Regions from separate parts of the Zea mays genome. Here region 1 is linked to region 2. The links are chromatin contacts, called in public Hi-C maps. All regions are on one chromosome and are shown on one strand. The core of a region is the stretch at or near the end of the contact, and the rest is flanking DNA. Distances in the headings are between cores, read along the strand shown.

Region 1 (3,332 bases), core at 26-2,525, 73 kb before region 2:
GGCGAGCGACGAAATTAACCTCTCTGAAAGGCACGGTGTCCTGGCTGTTCATCGTTATCGCTTTCTGGAACACCATGTAAACATCGTTCTGCGATCGCATTGTGAAGTGAGCTAAGATCGTGGATGGAAATTAAAACCGTAAAATTGTTCAAGAAACGGACCTCGAATTGCTCCAGTGCCGTGTACATGCCATCCCTGTTCTTCTGTCTCAGTGTCGCGAAGTCACCGGGCCTGCTCACCAGCTCTGCATAATCAGTCACCTGTAGCAGCATGTCGTCAGTCTTTTCGCTTGAAACAAGAAACAGGCGCATCAATTAAAAAACAGCCTCTCCCTCTACGCGAATACTCCAGATCTACCATTTCTTACCTGGATGTCGTCTGGCATTGCAAACAGCTCATGCCTGTCTCTCCTGAAAGAGACGAAAGGACGCATCATCATAATAGGAAACCACGCGGTGCCTGACGGACAAGCCAAAAGAAGGGAGCCTAATAAAGCTTACATCTCCAACTCGTCAAGGATATACTCGATGATCTGTCCTACCGAGGTTTGGCTTGGTAAGCTATCTGAAACAAAACAATGTGAAACTCGCATGTCTACGCAGGCAATGCAACAGTAACCGATGGAGATAACAAAGAAGCAAAGTTTCCGCACTGCTGTTTCCTGCATACAGTGGCTCCTGGCGGCTGCAAGAAGCTTCTCCCTGCGGCTGCTTCAAAATCATCCGGGCCGGCAGATGAGAACCGGAGGAAGAAGCTACACACGTACGATTATTCGAAGAGAGTTGAAAGCAGCCAGCAATGGCCGCAGATTGTTTTTTTTCTCTCTCTCTTCCTTTTTTTTTTTACCTGGATTCCTTCATTCCTTTTCCTTTTCCCTCGCGCGCTCGGACCGGAAATGCTGTTCCGGATGATCTGCCAGGGGTCAAGGAAGCAGACGGCGCCGCCGTCGTTCTTCTGCTCTTCCAGCTTCAACAATCTAGCGCTTCGCCTCTTCCCTTTTCCAGACATCTCTGCTGGCCCTGTGGTGCTTCCTTCCTCGGAACGAAAAGGGGAGAGAGAGAGGGAGGTGCTACGATGGTGACAATGCAATGCATCTATCTGCATCCACCTTCTGTGTGCACTGACTACTACGTCGCGAGGTAGAGGAGAGAGGGTTTCAATTCTACTACAGCTGGTAGCTGATCACGTGCATCCATGCATCTGTGTCCGTTCGTCCTGAAATAGAATCCCTCTTTCCTGGAGAGAAGAAATGAGGTTTTTAATTGGGCTGTAGAGGCGCCCGGAATGCGTCTGGGCCTTTTAAAGCCTGCAGTTTTGGTGTGACAGATTATTATAGACAGGAGCAATGCAGCACAAGCTGTGAGGAGTGATGGACCGGAGACAAACGGCACGGGATCTGAAGAGAAATAGACAGCTCCACGCGGTCCAGAAATTCACGTCAGAAATGGGAGGAGCTGGACTAGCATCCCAGATAGTATTTGGTTTATGAGGCTATTTTGAGCATGCATGTAAGCGCTACAGTTTATTCTTCTCTCGTCCCCCATATGTTGTAGAGTTTTTCTTCTTCAAAATGTAATCCTGCTAGTAGATTATAGAATGTAAAGTATACGTACGTAAGCAAGATTAAGCAGGTACTACCATTCGATTCTGGAAGGTAAGAGATAGTGAGCGACAGCCCATGAGCAGCTGGGCACTGACCACTGAGGTATTACCGCTGTTTATGGCCTGTGGTTCAACTCGATTTTAGCTGGTCCCAAACCATCGTAATCCACAGCCATGCATATGAAACGATACTATGCATTGATAGTTGCCATGTATGTATTGTATATTACCACACATATTCTGCTGAGGTTGGCATGCGGCTTCTGCTGCTGGGTGCAATTGGAATAACTGTACAACACTCTTGCACGTCCAAGGAAACAAAAACAAAAAAAATCTGCTGTAAGAAAAGGATACAACAATGCCGGTTAGAAATTTAGTCATTTTCAGTTGCATTTCAATCCAGAAAAAATGATATAGTTCGTCCGTCCTAAAATAATATTGGTTTTAGCTCTTGATTTTTATGTATATATTTAAATATATGATAATGAATCTAGAAACATATATAAAACACATACATCGAGTATTGTATTAATCTGTTAATTATCTAAAACAAATTTTTAATTTAGGACGGAGAGAGTACAAAAGTTGGTGACAATATGTTGAAGCGTGTGTCAATTTAGTACGTTAACCAAGAGCAAAATAGAGACCAACATAGTTGTATACAATTAAAATGAAGAACTTTACCCAGGTACAAATCATAGTCCCAATTGATGTGGACTTTGGTGGATGCAGAGATGTAGCCAATCAATCGATGCAATGCTGATTCGACAAAGTGTAGCCGTTCAGTTGATGACGCCGAGAGAAGTTGAACGGTCGTGTCGTTGGCACTTCAAAAAACTGATTGTCAGTCCCTCGTTCGACAGGTGGGCGCTTGCATAATACTATCTCCATTTACAAATATATAACACCATTGACTTTTTAAAAAAAACTTTGACCACTCGTTTTTAATTCAAAATATTTATTTAAAAATATAAAATTCTAAGTTAAGCACAAACTACCTTAAGCGATAAAACAAATAAAAAAATGATAACTCATTATTTTTTGAATAATATGAGTGGTCAAAACTTTTTTAAAAAAGTCAACAGTGTTATATATTTATGAACGGAAGGAGTAGTTGTTTCTAAGGCCCGTATTATGGGTCTGGTGCAAGCTACATAAGTGAGGTCACGTTGGTGGGTCCGTATGCGGTTTGATCGACTGCCTACCTAATAGAGTGAACTATCTAGTACATGCTAACACTATAAAGTTGATATCTCACCATGAATAGAGCAGTGTATATCATCTCATAAAAAAGAGAAAGTTGTCTCACCATATCATATGCTCGTTTTCGAATTTCGGTGTCATGCTCTCTTCTTTGCTTACACCTGTTACACACCTCTTATGTGCGGTGACAACACTACCCGAGAGTTTATCTTAGCCGTCTAGGACTTAATCTCCTATCCACCACTAGTATTAGTCTTTCGTCAACACTTAAGTTGATCTTAGACAATAAGAAATGTTGATTGGTCTATACTTTGGTTCTGTTAATGGAGTATGTACTATAGAAGAGTTCTCCCAACCCAAGTATTTTTTGTTTCAATTCTCTCTCTCTTTTGACCTGCTACTCTGGTGTTGTTTTGGTCGTTCAAGGAAGTTTCTCTTCAAGCAAGTGTTGTTGAATTTATGAATTAATAAATTAATTAAGTAGATCAGTTAAGTTATGAGCCGTGCGAGATGTATGGGAGAGAACA
Region 2 (3,336 bases), core at 110-2,609:
TGTGATCAAAAGTGTGTTGAGTTGCTGCTCCAAGTTTGTAGAGTAATCAAGAGCCTCTGACTTTGTGTGGAGAGCCTTGTGAGAGTTTGCTCTCACCAATGAGAAAAGAAAGGGACTCAAGCTCGACCTTAGTGATCACTTGAGTGAGGAAAGGGTTGAAAGAGACTCGGTTCTTTATGAACCCCTCAACAGAGATGTATGTTTCTTTCTAAAATTGAATTTCGGTAATCTTGTGTCTCTTATGCATTCTTCTTCCCTACTTGCATTTGTATTTTCTCATCTAAATATTTGATTTGTTTGTTTCTTGAGCTTTGTCTCTTTTATATTATGTTGATAGCCTCTATTTCGCACCTAAATTTTGTTAGCAACATAAGAAAGTTGTTGTCTTGGAAATTTACATTAGCAATATTATCTTGTTCTAACCTCTTAAGTTATAATCTTCGGTTCAAAGTTTATTATTTGAGTTAGAATTTTAGGTTTCGCCTATTCGATCTCTCCTCTCTAGGCGACTATCACGCATATGGGTGTGTCATACCTTGACCCTTTTCTAAACAACTCAATATACATAGATTGAATCACCATATAAAGCATATAGCCGTCCTATAAACTACCTATACAATACTAAAGATAATAAAGTATTTATTTAATATAGAATTTTATAATTATTAAATATTTTAAATGGACCAATACTAACAATGTCTTCTCTTAAGTGCTTTAGAAACCGGAGACACACACTGAAAATGAGCAAACAACTGTAGGTAGTATACAAGAAAATTTGTTGCATGTAAGTGTTTTTTAGTTTGCCTACATGGGAAACAAATACTTTTTAATATACAACTCATGATTCGAACTCGAACCAACCAGTGCATCAGCTTCACCCCTTGATTCACTCGTGTGTCGCTGTGCACGCGTTCCGCTAGCCATTACAAATTAGCCAACACCACTATGCTGACCCACGCCACCTAACATTCCACAATTCCTCACCGTCGCACCTCTACTCATTTGTTATAGTCGCCACCTCCTATTCAACTCATTTGTTATAGTCGCCACCTCCTATTCAGGACTCATCACCTTGAATCGTCGAATGTTTATTCACAAATGGTTAAAGTAAACCTTAAATTATTGAATGTTTCTTCTATAAAATTTTAAAATCCATGAATGAAGTAAATCTTGAATACCTAAATATTTTTTTCTATGTTAAAGTAAATCTTAAATAGTTAAAGTAAACATTGAATGATTGAAGTAGACCTGACTGAATTAAACTTTAAATGACTAAATAATTATTGTTGTGCACTACATGGGTTGGCCAACTCAACCCAATTAAACATGAGCGGGCCGATTTTAACTCCTGGTCGACTGGTGCGGCTGGTCCTTGATCCGCTTACTTTCCTCGTACGGTTGGTTTGTTGTTGGATTGAACTCACTCGACCTTTCATTTACCTCTCTATATATAAGAGTTAAGGCTGCCTACAGCAGCTATCTTATCTCATCCCTTATTTCAAACTTTACTCTGCAAACGATGTAATCTACAGTGTAAATCTTCTACTTTACACGATCCACTATGGTGAGTGTAGACCAAGAACCAGGCACTAAAGAAAAAAAACAGAAAAGCTATACAAAAGTGTCTGTCCAAAGTAATTCTAGGCCAATGAAGCTAGCACTTTCCAAAACTTTTGTTCCCGGCTCGAATCCAACATCTCATCCTTGATCGTTGCAACTAGCTCAACCACTGAAGCACTTCTGGAAAATTCTTGCGTGCAGTTCTTTCCATAATTTCCTAGAAACAATGATGCTCAAGCATCAGACTTTTGAGTGGTGCATTTGGTGGTGTGAAGCCCACGTGTGTCCACTATTCTTCTTTTTCGCGGTCGTGCCTAAACATGTTTTTTTTATTACCAGGGAAGGATGGTTATAACGTATGGACTTAGAAAATCAAAAGGTTACCAAGGCCAACACAATCATATGCAAGACTAGTCTCATAAGGATCAAGCAAAGTACACAACTAAACGATTACATATAAAAAAAAGGTTAAGCAAAGAACACAAATCAAGCAAAATTGACAAATGCTTGCTCCTAGTCTTGGGTCAGCTAAGGAGGCCTATTATCATCAGACAATAGGACGCCCTCGAACGAGGGTAACCTAAGTAAAATCTCTGATTAGACTGTTCGTTATTGCCACTATCTCCTTTTTAATGCCCCACCACTATGTTAGGCAGTGCAAAAACACCCATATGCAGCTTCATTGGCCTTCCACTGTTCCTGAACAAAGGGAAGCAGCAGCCAAGCGCGAACGTACCTGCTAATAGGCCCTGAAGCGATCTGGGGAAGTCTGATGTTTTTTTTTGGCACCGGTAGAGCTTCTACACATATTATTATCAGTCTCTAATCTATTCATCTTCGTAACTTACATTTTTCGAACTTGATTTATGACATTGATTAAGATTTCATTTTATTCCTATTCTCGATCAGCTGTAATGCATGTGCACATCAGTTGTTCGTATACACAGCTCATTCCTGCTATGTACAATCAAATAATTACAAGCATAATAATCTTCATAGGTCAATAGAGATGCAATCCAGCTCCTATGGGGTTTTAGATTTCTTTTAGCAATCATGGGAGCATTTATATTGAAACGGTAGTACGCCTGAGGCAACTGAATATTTAGGGCCCGTTCGTTTCTACTGGAACAGACCAGAATTAATTCTAAATCTCCAAAAATTATAGTAATTATTAAAGGAATCCAAGCCAGATTTATTCTACCCTTTATTCCATGCGAAACAAACAGGCCCTTACTGGGCTTTATCCCTTATGCTACAGAAACGTTACGGTTATCATAACATGCAGGGATCGTCTATACAATCTCAAAAGGGGGGAAAATCCTCCCGGCTATCTTGAAAATGGAACTGTACGTTTATGCCCCCCCCCCCCCCCCCCCCCCTCCCCCCCGAACCAAAAAACCTACCTCTAATTACAAGGCAGACAAGTTGGCTCCATCCCTCTCTCTCACGGTTATGATTGTGTTTTCCCTTCTTTTCCCCTTGCAGAAGGAAAAGGTAAACATGGTCAATCAAACCTCTACGCTAGCTGCAGCAGAATCCATGGCGTCAGTGCTGTTCTGCTGATACCACAATTCTGCGTATCGCCCACCCTGTGACAGAAGAAAATCATGTGGTCCTTGTTCTACTACCTTCCCATCCTCCAAAACAATTATCTGAAAATAAAGAGGAATCATCAAAAAAAAACTTGAGACAAGATTAAACCAACCAACATTCACCATTTACTGACATTCAAAACGTACTATGGTTTCTGGAGAAGTTGCAGAAGCGTACCTGATC

What was found. Hi-C and Micro-C count contacts between places; a contact is called where the count stands out from the background.
Region 1: a Hi-C map of leaf shows a contact between it and region 2, with 5 times the contacts expected there. The contact joins the promoter of LOC103634614 here to the enhancer-like site in region 2. A contact is called at or near these places in 5 of 25 Hi-C or Micro-C datasets (ear, endosperm, leaf and 2 more) and 1 of 3 datasets of contacts at active chromatin or transcription factors (leaf).

The regions. Positions count from the first base shown.
Region 1 is chr1:55,001,829-55,005,160 of Zm-B73-REFERENCE-NAM-5.0, reverse strand. LOC103634614 reads right to left here and starts at 1,275. Exons shown (of 9, transcript XM_020546366.3): 1 at 847-1,275; 2 at 653-707; 3 at 501-564; 4 at 368-410; 5 at 162-260; 6 at 20-88. The coding sequence starts at 1,104.
Region 2 is chr1:54,929,129-54,932,464 of Zm-B73-REFERENCE-NAM-5.0, reverse strand. It overlaps LOC103634613 (ABC transporter B family member 25, mitochondrial), which reads right to left. Exons shown (of 21, transcript XM_008657089.4): 20 at 3,331-3,336; 21 at 2,706-3,212. The coding sequence ends at 3,069. Among protein-coding and RNA genes, the nearest start is that of LOC100191594, 31 kb to the right of the region's middle. Within about 2 kb of position 1,359, at least 2 of the 20 cell types and tissues checked have an H3K27ac peak or open chromatin away from gene starts, as enhancers often do. A contact at or near this core is called in endosperm and leaf, where this site is marked.